Regions from separate parts of the Mus musculus genome. Here region 1 is linked to region 2. Evidence: chromatin contacts called from public Micro-C data. All regions are on one chromosome and are shown on one strand. Each heading gives the region's core, a stretch centred on a gene start, on an enhancer-like site or on the middle of the called end of the contact. The rest is flanking DNA. Distances are from core to core; before and after follow the strand shown.

What was found. Hi-C and Micro-C count contacts between places; a contact is called where the count stands out from the background.
Region 1: a contact with region 2 is called in a Micro-C map of the G1E-ER4 cell line. The contact joins two enhancer-like sites. A contact is called at or near these places in 4 of 39 promoter capture datasets (the C10 cell line, the HPC-7 cell line and pre-B cells), 17 of 484 Hi-C or Micro-C datasets (B cells, the C10 cell line, CD4 T cells and 12 more), 13 of 115 datasets of contacts at active chromatin or transcription factors (the 230-238 cell line, CD8 T cells, the HPC-7 cell line and 6 more) and 3 of 9 other capture datasets (adipose tissue, bone marrow-derived macrophages and liver).

What each region holds. Positions count from the first base shown.
Region 1 is chr7:118,273,488-118,279,758 of GRCm38.p6, forward strand. The region is part of intron 2 of Gm34999 (a long non-coding RNA gene); the gene reads left to right. Among named protein-coding and RNA genes, the nearest start is that of Gm23229, 3.2 kb to the right of the region's middle. Within about 2 kb of position 1,989, at least 94 of the 459 cell types and tissues checked have an H3K27ac peak or open chromatin away from gene starts, as enhancers often do. A contact at or near this core is called in CD8 T cells, the G1E-ER4 cell line, the HL-1 cell line and 5 more, where this site is marked.
Region 2 is chr7:118,101,735-118,108,007 of GRCm38.p6, forward strand. Rps15a (ribosomal protein S15A) reads right to left here. Exons shown (of 5, transcript NM_170669.2): 5 at 2,640-6,273. Among named protein-coding and RNA genes, the nearest start is that of Rps15a, 11 kb to the right of the region's middle. Within about 2 kb of position 3,132, at least 106 of the 459 cell types and tissues checked have an H3K27ac peak or open chromatin away from gene starts, as enhancers often do. A contact at or near this core is called in CD8 T cells, the G1E-ER4 cell line, the HL-1 cell line and 5 more, where this site is marked.

The sequences.
Region 1 (6,271 bases), core at 739-3,238, 170 kb after region 2:
TTTGTTTACCACTTAGAACACAGGATGTCAGCGCCATCTTGTAACGGCGAATGTGGGGGCGGCTCCCAACATTTCCTGATGAGGGACCTCATGTTCAGGGAAATAAAGTGCCCTGCCCAAGGTCTGTGAGAGCACCAGAGCCTGATAAATTAGAAAGCTGAAAAGAAAAAGGATGGTCAAAACAGAATATAAATATGCATGCCTGCATGTGTGCATGCATGTGCAGAGGCCTGAAGGACACTGGGTAGTCTGTATCACTCTCCACCTCATCCTTTAAGACGGGGTCTCTCATTGAACTTAGAGCTAGGCTGGTAGACAGTAAGCCTCAATTATCTTTCTGTCTCTAACTCCAGAAGCCCTGGGGTCACAGGTATACTAAGGCCAAGTTCAGCTCTATTTTACAGGTTTTTAAATTTAGATACTCTCTCTTGTGCAGCAATTGCTCTTACCAGCCAAGCTATCTCCTTAGACCCCTGGAATTCTTTGTTCTAAAGAGAACATTATTCAAAGAGCTTCCTCAGCCTAGAGCTCTGTGTGTGCCCCTTCCCTCCCCCCTTTTCTCCTTTATTCACCCCAGACAAATGTTTACTGCTGAGCTATTATACATCCCCAGCCTGTCCTATTCTTCTGAGATTCATGTCCTCACAACATGGACCTTCTGACAAGTAAATGTGGCTTGGGATTGGCTTCTCAATTGAGCGCCCTTTGAGGAATTTGACAACTTGGAGGCAGAGAGTTGGGAGCTGTTTATATAATAATGTGGCCTGAAAACAAGCAGGAGCGTTTGTTCGATCGTGGGTTTTGTAGTTACTCCTGCTGCAGAGTCTCCTTCACAAGAGGAAAGCCCTTTACCATCAGCCATTTAGAGAGAAGCCATGTGCTGCTCTGTGGGCTGTGTTCTCCTCCAGCAGGTGCTTTCCGTAACTGGCTGGTTTGCAATGCTTGGGTAACTCCATAGTTTGACCAGGCATTTCCAGATCTTCCCTGGGAGAAAAGAGCCATTGGCTGCGGTTCCTAGGGGAAAACCAGCTCTGACAGCAAAGCTTTTCGAACCCAACCTGTAACTTACACATTAGGAATTGCCACAGGTGATTCTAGTTAGAAGCACCCCTCACTCCAAGGGGTTGACAGCGTCAGTACAGAAGCAGTTTAGGTCACCAGCATCCACAGAGCCACCCTAGGGTCTCAACATGCTTTCTCCTTTGGCCTCATCTGTTGAAAACCCAGATCCCAAAATGTTCTAGAAGCAGTGGTTCTCAGCCTTCCTGATGCTGCGACCCTTTAAGATAGTTCCTTGTTTTGTGGTGACTCCCAATCATAAAATTATTTTTGTTGCTATTTCATAACTGTAATTTTGGTACTGTCATGAATTGTAATGTAAATCTCTGTGTTTTCCAATGGTCTTAGGTGACCCCTGTGAAGGGGTTGTGTGACCCCCAAAAGGGTCGCAGTCCCATAGGTTGAGAACCGCTGCTTTAGAAGGTAAGGCTTTGAGAGCTGGAGATGTTAGCTCAGTTGGCAGAGTGCTTGCCAGGCATGCAGGAAGTCCTGGTTCCTCCCAAAGCATGGGGCAAACACCCAGGTGGTGGTGCATGCCTGCAATTCTAGCATTGAGAGGTAGAGGCCGGGATGGTCAGGCTGTGGAAACTGAGTCCACGAGAAGAGGACTAGTACCCTTAAGAGAGAGGCCTCGCCCTGATATAGCTACCTTTTTACATTACTGTGAAAAAATTTGAAGAGAAGAGAAAGAGTTATTTGGGCTTACAGTTTGAGCAGTCTTCATTTACAACAGCAGAGAAGGCACAACAGACTTCACACTGTGGAGAATGTGTCTAGGATTCCTCAAATTTCCACAGAGCAGGAAGCAGAGACAGAGAGGGGAAGAACTTGGGTTAGAAACAGGCTTGACTATGACCTGTAAGGCGAGGCTCTACTGATCCACTTCCTGTAGTCACGTTCCACATTGTAAGGTTCTCCAATCTTTCTGAACGGTGCCACCACGTGGAGACCAAGTGTTCAAACACTGTAAGGACATTTCGCATTCAAACCATTACCCCTACTGTGGGAAGGTATAGTACAAAAGTTATAGAAGTTAGGTCCTCCTCAGACACTGCATCTGTTGGTGTCTCGACACTGGACTTTCTAGATGGTAGAATTCTGAGAAATGAATTGCTGTTTGTAAGCCGCCAGTCTATCCCAGTCTGTAACATCACGCTGTAGCCTCCCACACAAAGACAAGCATCTACTGGTACATATGGTTCTCTGCTCCTTTGTTTATTTGTTTTGTGAGTCAGAGTCTGGACTATTGTTTGTTTGTTTGTTTTTAAACAGAATTTCACTATGTAGCCTGGCTAAAACTAACGTAGACTAGCCTAGCTTCAAATTCACAGAAATACACCTGACTTTATCTCCCAAGCCCTAGGCTTACAAACTTGAGTCATCCCTTGGGCCTTATTTGATTGACAGACAGGGAGCTCGTCTTGCAGTAGGCTTGGGAGGTGCCACTGCCCATTACTGCACCAGAACCCAGAGTGATCAGCCTAACGGAACCTGCTTTTCCTCAGGCTTTTCTGGAAGTCTGATTGCACAGTTAGTTATTATTTATGGTGGTATGTCTCAGGCTTCTCCCCATTTATTTAACTATCAGCTTAGAATGGATACCCAACTCCTTACTGACAGAATATATGTAACAGGCACAGCTACAACGGCACAGCCATGTAGTGTGTTCGTAGAGCGGGCAGAACTGGATTCTGAAGGAGCCCTGGGATCTCCTTATTGGTCATTACAGGTGACCTGTGCCCTCAGTGTTTTCTCTGGATTCCAAATTCTGCAGAAGAAAAGGGAGGCATTAGGTCCCCAACTTGTAAAAGCTGAGAAGTCCCAAATCAAACTCCAGAAAGAGTCCTACTTATCTTCTGTCTGTCTGTCTGTCTGTCTATCTATCTAGGTATCCCCCTCCCTCTCTTGAAATCTGCAACCCACAATCTTGGAGGCTAACAAGGGGAAAAGGATGAGGGGAGGGCTTCTCTTAGCCGCACAGACTCCTGGGACATCACTGTAAGCCTTTGACAAAGTTTGTACTCTCCAGCAGTAAATTTCTTTTTATTTATTTACTTATTTATTTTTAGAGACAGGGTTTCTCTGTGTAGTACTGGCTGTCCTGGAACTCACTCTGTAGACCAGGCTGGCCTCGAATTTAGAAATCCACCTGCCTCTGCCTCCCAAGTGCTGGGATCAAAGGTGTGCGCCACCACCAACCCGCTGGTAAATTTCTTTATGTTGTGTATTTCTTCACTTACTTATTTGACAGGTGGTCACGTGTCTAGGGTGTGAAACCGCTCTGTACCTGAGGACCTTGAACTTTTGATCCTCCAGCCTCCGACTTCCTTCGGAGTACTGGCCACCACACCCAGTTTCAGCTTTATTTTTGAGATAGAGCTTTGGTATGCAGCCCCGGCTGGACTCAAAATCACAACCTGCTTGCCTCCGCATCCTGAGGGGTAGGGTTACAGGTGTGCACCTTCACACCCTGTGGCATCCCTTATTTTAGAGAAAACTGAGACCCGAGGCAGTAAACGGACTCCCTCTGAGTGACCAAACTCTAGCCACTTTCTACCCCATTGTCCCCTCCCCTACGGCTTCACACTAGCACACAGGGACAGGAGTGAAGGGTGAAGGCAGGCTTGAAGACCCCACGGCACATGCGCCACTTAATCACCTTAAAACTGGGCGTGGTGGCACATTCCTGGAAGCCCTGGAGACAGGAAGAAGTTTAAGATCATCCTTGGCTAAAAATAAGTTTGAGGCCAGCCTTCATGACATGCGACCCTGTCTCAAAGCAAAAATAAAACACAACCAACCAACCAACCACCACCACCACCACCCAAAAAAACCAAAAAACAAAACCCACATGTTTTTAAAAACAAGATTTCTCCTCCCTTCATCACTTTCAAGCAAAGGGCAAAAAAAGTAAACTAAGGTATGGACTAGATTACCACAAAAGGTTTTTTGTGAGTTAGAAACTTCCAGAACAATAAGGTTTCTGCCCCTCTCGCTCACAAGTTTTGCGCATTCCACTCTGTGGCACTTTCTACGTGTTTAAGGAAACCCTTAGTCCAGATGCAACTTTGTTCCAATTCTGAGTCAGCCTTGGTTTCACTTTCAAATCACTGCGTAGCAGTCTGGTAAAACGTTGAGTAAGGAGTAAGAAGGGAAAGCTGGAGGGTGGGGCTGGGCGGGGCGAGTGAGCAATAGCTTGTTCAGAGGATGCCACCGGGGAGTAACAGGCAGTAATTAATAACATGGCGGTCAGAGTCACAGCCCTAGTGTTAATTAAAGAGCTTCCTCCTTGCTGGCTTATTCTCTAGGGCCCCCTTGGAGGAGCTCACGGACTTTAATGCTTCTGCCTGAGGTTGTTCGCATCCGTTGGTGGGGACTGGAAGGCCAGGTCCTCAGAGAATCAGAAAACAACACCACAAACCCAATAACCGCCCCTGGGCAGCTGGACTGGCTTCAGGGAGGTACATTGACCTGTACTTCCAAAAGCTTCAGACACATCTCAAATTGAGTTTTTATAACCCGGGTCCTGGCTTTTGTCAGGAGGGTGGGGTCTGGAGGGGACAGCTTCAAGATTAGCATACGGTAGAAGCCAACTGGCATAGAAGCACAAACCTTTCTATGACTATTACTGACCGTTTTTCCCTCTGGTACTTGGGACTTCATCAGGGACGCCCTGGGACTGAGCCATAGCTAAAACATTCCCATATTTTAGTGAGTCAGGAGAATCACCCAGATTGAAGTGTAGTCTGTATGGGCCTTGGGACCAAACTTGGCATTCAGAATTTCTCCCGAGTGATACTGATGCTCAGGGCCGTGAATAGACTTACAAGAAAGAATTAGGACAGTTCTGATACCTGGGTCTTGGTTTTGGGTTGGTGGGGAAGATTGAACAATAGGGTTGTCTGGGGCTTCCAAGAAGGTTCTGGTGTGAAATAGGGTCTGATGTGCATTGGCCTGAGGCAGTGTCAGAGGGACAAGGCATGCTGCTCAGCTGGCAGAGTGCCTGCTTCACATACAAGAAACCCTGGGCTCTGTCCCTAACACTACATAAACACAAGGCTTGGAGTCAAACTTGCAGTTCCAGTGCTTAGGACATAGAGGCAGGAGATGAAGGCCATCCTCAACTACACAGTAAATGTGAGACCAGCCTGAGTTACAAGTGGCTCTGCCTCAAACATTCCAGTAGGTTAGTTTTAAAAAATGTCAGCTAGCCCTGTCCTTCTGAGCTGACTCAGAAGGTCCAGCCTAGCCTGAGGGTCTTCATTTCTAACGGTACTGCTGAAGTTGCCAGTCCAGGGATCACATAGAAAAGATCATCACCAAGAGGAGACCATTGAGCGTCACAGCCATTATCAATGGCAACCAGCCGGTGGCCTCTCTAAGATTTGCTAAATCTCTGATTTATCTACTCCATGTGCCTCAGTTCAGGACAATGTTGCCCCTCTAGAACAGTGAGCAGCTGTCTTATTCCCCAGATAGTGGAGAAGAGGATTCTGGGACTCAGAGAGCTAGGGTCCGCCCCACCAAGTCAGGACCATAATTGAATACCCCACCTTTGGAAAAGAGGGCTCAGCTACCTGTTGTGTAAGCAAAGAGTGGAGGAAGTGAACTGCAACCAACCCTAGGGGCGTGGATGTCCAAAAGAAGAGTTCTCTTTTGGGAACCGGTATGCTATGTGTCAGGCCACTGAAAACTTAGAGGTCATTATTCTGGAGTTATTTCTCTAGCCAATGCAATGTTTTCTCCAGTTTTCATGTTCTTCACAACAGTTAAAAAGAGGAGGGGGGCCGGGCATGGTGGCACACGCCTTTAATCTCAGGAGGCAGAGGCAGGAGGATTTCTGAGTTTGAGGCCAGCCTGGTCTACAGAGTGAGTTCCAGGACAGCCAGGGCTATACAGAGAAACCCTGTCTTGAAAAACAAAAAACAAAACCAAAAAAAAAAAAAAAAAAAAAAAAAACCAAAAGAGGAGGAGGAAGATGATGAAGAGACGAAGAGACAGGGGAGGAAGAAGAAACAATAAAGCTGAGAAGAGGAGAGGGGAAGACAAGATGTGGTGGTGTGCTCTTCTATCACCATCTTTTCTGGAGGCTGAGGAAGCTAGAGCCTTTGAGCTCAAGAGTCTGAGGCCAGCCTGGGCAACAGTGACTATTCTTGTGTTAAATGAAAGAGGAAGTGAGAGGGGGGAGGGGGAGGGAGAAGAAAAAGAAAGA
Region 2 (6,273 bases), core at 1,882-4,381:
ATCCCCCCAGTCCTCAGAACAATCTTGTGGTGGTGGTTTGAATGAGAATGGACCCCAGAGGGTCATATAGTTGAATGTTTAATGTTTGACCCCCAGTTGGAGGAACTGTTTAGGAAAGATTAGTAGGTATAGCCTTGTTGAAGGAGGTATGTCACTAGGATCTGGCTTGGGGTTTTCAAAAGCCCAGTTCGTCCTCACACTCAGTCTCCCCCTCCCTCCCTTCCTCCTGCTCTAGCATCATTCATTCATACCTGCTATCATGTTCCCTGACATGATGTCATGAGCCCACCATCTGAAACTGTAAGCAAGTCACAATTAAGTTCTCTCCGTTTGTTTGTTTGTTTGTTTTTCAAGACAGGGTTTCTATGTATAGCTCTGGCTGTCCTGGAACTCACTTTGTAGACCAGGCTGGCCTCGAACTCAGAAATCCGCCTGCCTCTGCCTCCCAAGTGCTGGGATTAAAGGCGTGTGCTACCACGCCTGGCACAATTAAGTTCTCTTGGTCTTAGAATGTTGTCGCAGCAGTAGAAAAGTAGCTACGACAAACTCTCCTTGACCTGAAGGCCAATGCCAACGATACACATCCTCCCTCCTTCTGAACCTTCTTTCTGTGGCCATGAATAATTTGCCTCATCTCAACAAGGTTTCCAGTCCAGACATAGGTTAATGGCAGCAAACTGTTTCAAGATACTTGTGGTCCTGTGCTGTCACCTAGTGGAAACTCCATGAAACTGCAGAGAGGATGCTTGAAGCACTCATGGGAGCCTGGAGAGAATTTAACAAGACTCATGATGGATTGATAACTGGTTTTAATTTTATTTAACTTTTTATTGATTCTTCATGAATTTCATACATGCAACCCAACCCCACCCATCTCCTTGTTCTCTCGTACTGTCCTTCACCCTTGCAACCTCCCACCAAAAAAAAAAAAAAACCTGGTGTGGAAGCTGCAGTGTGCATGTCCCACAGTACACCCTTTTGTCCATACTCCTTTGCTTGCAAATGTTCATTGCAATGAGTCATTTGTCTAGTTCAAGGCCTCTGGCTTCTGCTACACTATCAATACTGGAAACTTACTAGGACTCCCCTTGGACACCCTACTGTCACCCTGTGTCGTGGAGATCCTGTAGCTTTAGATGTGTAGGACTTGCCCCTTCATGCTCTCCAGCAGTCCACAGATGGAGTTGATATTGGGGTGTGCCAACTCAAAGCCCTGGATCTGGGCCTGGATGGTATCTGAGCTGCTCACCTGCCAGCTCTCCCACACCCACAGCACCAGGGAAAGCTCTCCTGCACTGCAACTGTTAAGGGCAGAGCCAGTTCTCCCACTCTCATGCCCTTGGGCGGCTCTGCCACTTGCTACAGGTGGTAAAGAGTGGGGGAGGGAGCATGTTTCCCCTCACCTATGCCACCACACAACAGATAAGTGGCAGGGCCAGCTCTGCCATGCTCACACCCTTGGGGCCAGTTTACCAACAACTCCCACTACCAGGGCCAGCTCTACTGTGCTTCCTAGGTGAGGTGTAGGACCTGCAGCCGGCTAGGGGTGGATAGGGTGAGCTCTCCTACTCTCCACCTTCATGGCTAGCTCTCCTAGGGCTGGGAGGCAAGGGATGGGGCCAGCTCTGCACAATCCTCATACAATGACAGGGCAGCAGCCCAGACCAGGGACATCTGACTAGCCTTTGGTGGTAACAAAGGACCTAAAGACCAGGACCTCACTACGGCCTTAGGTGGTACTCAAATCAGGCTCCTTGATTCTCTAGTTCTGCCTCTCTTCATTGTGCACATTCTTCTGTTTCTTTCTCTTCCATCTCTCTACCACTTGGTCATCCTAGTGGTGCCCAGTCTCTGGGTGTCTGGGGTCCTCTTAGGAATGGTCTCAGAAGTGCTATACCTTGCCCATGCCATGTGGCACCAGGTGGAAGTTGTCTTGGGCGTGGTTTTGAAATCAGTTTTGAAAGGATGAAAGGATTGGGCTAGTTCAGATATGCAGATCTTGGAGTAAGTGAGCAGTGTACATATCTGGTTATCCATGGAGACAGGAGGGAGCCACCATGAGTCTCCACGTGCGAGTTTGCATCCCCATTCATCACACACCCAGGGCTTCCCCTCTCCTCTCTCCAGACTTCACACTGTGCAACTATAGCCTATGCCAGAAGGTTCAACCATACACAAGGCTTCCCCACACACCCACAGTTAAGACTATTACTTAAGCAAGAAAGACAGCTGTAAGAAGCTAATTAGGAAACCTTCAGAACAAAGAAATTGCTGAAGAAATTGACCTTGGAGAATACTAGGCCAGGACAGCTTAGAAGAGCCCAGGCAGTGACACTCTGAGATTATCAAGGTTTCTAGCAACCTGTCCCAAATGAAAATTGCTGCGTACAAGGGTCAGCCTCCTTCGACTGTGTGCACAGCTGGGAGTGTGTGTGTGCTGAGTGGCTTTAAGCAGCAGTCAGGCAAGGTGACAGACCCAGAGGTGTGACATGGCCAGTGCCCAGCAGTCTTGAAGGAGCAAGAAACCAATGTTTTGTTTGTTGCAAGTCCAGCTGCTCACCACACCATAGTGTGATCAGGTAGAAACCAGGCAAGCTTATTCAAAAGGTCACCAATTCAGAAGCCATTCAGACAAGAGGTTTTAAAAAAAATGCTTTATTTTATTCACACACACATGTTCGCACAAAGAGAGGCCATAAATTCGAGAAATTGAGTAAGAGGAGAGCACATAGGAGAGGTTGAATGAAAAGGACAGGGAGAGAGGCCAACATAATTGTATTTTACTTTCAAAGACTTAAAAAATCAGAAATTTCATTTCATTACTCCATCTCCCCCCACCCCACCCCCAGGCGTGTACAAGCACACTTGAAGGCCAGAGGAGGGTGTCAGACTCCCCGGAGCCCAAGTCATAGGCTAGTGTGAGCAGCCCGACGGAGGTGCTGGGGACCGAACCTGAATCCACTCAGGAGCAGCAAGTGCTCTTAACAACCTAGCCATTGTCCCAGCCCCTAAATTATCTCATTGATAAGACCAAGAACCCAAAAAGGAATTTCAGTAACAACAGTTCAGCCCTGATTCACCAAGAATGATGGTGACTCATCATCTTTGCTATCTATACTTTCTGCTGACTCACAACTCCTGGTCACTCAGGTTTCTGCTGACTCATGATTCCTGTCAGCTGACTCAAGACTTCCATTATAACTTCCCTTCCCCTCATCTCTCTGCTTCAGGCCCCAAATACTTACTGCTTCTCTTTGCCCTCATTCATCATCTACAGAAAAGGATCTCAATTTTCCCAATACCCCTGGTTATTAGATTTCCCACATGGCAGCCTCACTAGCCCCCATCACTCTGAGTACAAAAGCTGAGAAGAGTGAAGAACCCCCCAGGGGCTGTTATTAGGACTGCAGACATACTATAGTCAGGACAGGTCAGTCCGGACTCCACATCTTCTTCCCAGAAGCATTCAGACTCCCTCTCAGGATTAAAAACAAGTAAAATAGTGTTATGCCAAGCACCACTTTCATTTTACAGTTTATCCCAAGCCTGACCACAGTACTAGAACATAGCCTCTTTGTACCCATTTCACAGAAATGAAAACCTATTTAGAAGGGACACTCAAATTCATGCTTCAAGCAACTGGCAGGATACGATAGATCTGAATGCTGAGGCTTCTTCAGTAGGGCTCACCATAGTCATAAATAAAACCATAATCTCAAAACCATTATGTCTTAAGTCAGAGTTTCTATTCCTACACAAAACATGACCACGAAGCAAGTTGGGGAGGAAAGGGTTTATTCAGTTAACACTTCCACACTGCTGTTCATCCCCAAGGAAGTCAGGGCTGGAACTCAAGCAGGTCAGGAAGCAGGAGCTGATGCAGAGGCCATGGAGGAATGTTACTGGCTTGCTTCCCCTGGCTTGTTCAGCTTGCTTACAGAACCCAGAATTACCAGCCCAGAGATGGCACCACCCACAAGGGGCTAGCCCCCATCCCCCCATCACTGAGAAAACTGCTGAATCTCATGGAGGCATTTCCTCAACTGAACTCCAGCTTGTGTCAAGTTGACACAAAACCAGCCAGCACACTTCGTAAATGAAAAACCCATTTAATGTACTGCCATTCTACACAACGTTGCCATTCTATACAACATGTAGGCTCAGCAGGCAAAGGTGCTTGCTGCCAATCCTGACTGGATCCACTGTAAAGAGAACCATTTCTCGACAGCTTGACCTCAATCAAGGCAAAAGCTTACACGTGCATACATTTAGTAGTTTACTAAGTAAACAATTAAGGTCGGTGCTGGCTCACCCCAGCCTTCCTTGATTGTTCTGAGAACGCGTGGTTATCCTATTCAATCTAAAGCAACCCTTATTTTATACTCAAGTGATAATCCCCTGCGGCACCCCACTTGCTGTGCTGTACGAGTGGTGAGAACTATGGTGTTCCTGTGGACATGCCTGCCATGCAATGCAAACACCTCAGGGGGCCAGACTAGGCCACACTGCAAGACCTGCTTTTAAAAGAGGGGAAAATGGTGCTGGAGAAATGGCTCAGAGAAATAGCTGCTCTTCTAGAGGATGTAGGTTTGCTTCCCAGCATCCACTGGGGCTTAAAAACTGTCTATTAACTATAGTTAAAAGGGAATCTAACACCTCTCCTGCTTGGGCACTGCACCCATGTAGTGTACACATGTAGAACTAATTAAGTGGGCCTGGTTTCTCTCTGGTGAGGACTCAAGGTCAAAAGAGGGAGGTGGGAGGGAGAATGGGGTGGATGAAAAAAAGGCCACCCTATGGGTTTGCTATCAGGGATCTCTCAAATGCCGGTCTCTGGGACACTGGAGGCATAAACTGCATAACCCAAGGTAGCTCTTGTTCAAATTAATCAAGGATCTCCAGATAAACCAAAGATGTAGCCAAGAGAGATGCCATCCTTAGGGGTAAGGTAAGAAAGATGCTGAGACAGGCAAGCTTGAAATTTCCACTGAACCTACAATAGTTTTTGGATGGAGGAATGAGTGACAGGTAGGTGGGTTACATAGGGGGATGAACAATGCAGGCATGAGATGGAAATAGGTAGCAGACTTGCCCTCCGGCAGCCTATAGTCTGATAGGCTGACAGTATAGTCTGCTAAATTTAGGACTCTTCCAACAACTTCACATCTACCAAGGAGACAGCAGAATTTGGTAAGTCTATTCATTTTGTGCTGACCATCCAGGCCAGAGCACATTAGGCTCTTGATAGTGTTCTTGTCCCTTCATACTTCTTCACTGACCAAAAGCCCAAGCTAAAGGTATGGCCTGGGTGACTATGCCCCTCTATGAGGAAGGGGACACAATCACTTTCCCTATGGCTAGGTAGGTATTGAGAATTCACCTGTCAGCCAGGCATGAAGGCTCAGGCTCATGCTTTAATCCTAGCAGTTGGGAGGCAGAGGCAAGCAGATCTGAGTAAAGACCATCCTGGGTCTACAGAGCAAGTCCCAAGAAAGCCAAAACTACACAGAAAAACCCCATCTCAAAAAAAATAAAAGATAATCTTTAAAAGACCACTCATCACATGACATAAATCTATAATCCTAGAATTTGGGAGGCTAAGGCAGAAAGATTACAAGTCTGGGACCAACACTTCTTGCATTTGGCTAGCCCAGGAAAAATCCTAACACTGTCTCAGAATAAAAAAATTTTTGAAGGACATGGAAAGGGAAGGGGGCTTAGAATCAATCATGTGTAGAGTACACATGATACTCTAAATTGCAGTGTAACCGACCACTAATCTACAAATGAGCAAGCTTAACTTCCTACACAAGGATAGGAGGGATAGAAGCCGTGGGAGGGACTCTGATATCCACTCGAAGGAAAACCTCACTTGTAAAGATAAGAGGATTATTTGACTATGAAATATGCTTAACAACTGAACAGGAAGCTAATTTTGATCCTCAAAGAGAAAGACAGCACCAATTAATGGGAACTGCCATTTCCCCAGAGCCAATAAGCTAAATAAAACTGAATTTGTTTCCTTACAACATATCAAACACTGACACTGGACTTTCCTAAACAGCCAACTGCCAGACTAGGGGACTTGAGATCCACTTTCCCAGGCTCCTCCTTCCCTTGGGATCACCTCCAGGGAACTCAATAGAGCCACCTGCTTCTTATGGAAGATGGCAACGATGGTTGGGGCAGCTCATCCTGTCAGTCAAGGCAGGAGCAGCACCAAAATGAGGGAGGGTACAGCTTCCCACAAACTTTGTGCCTCACACACAGTAA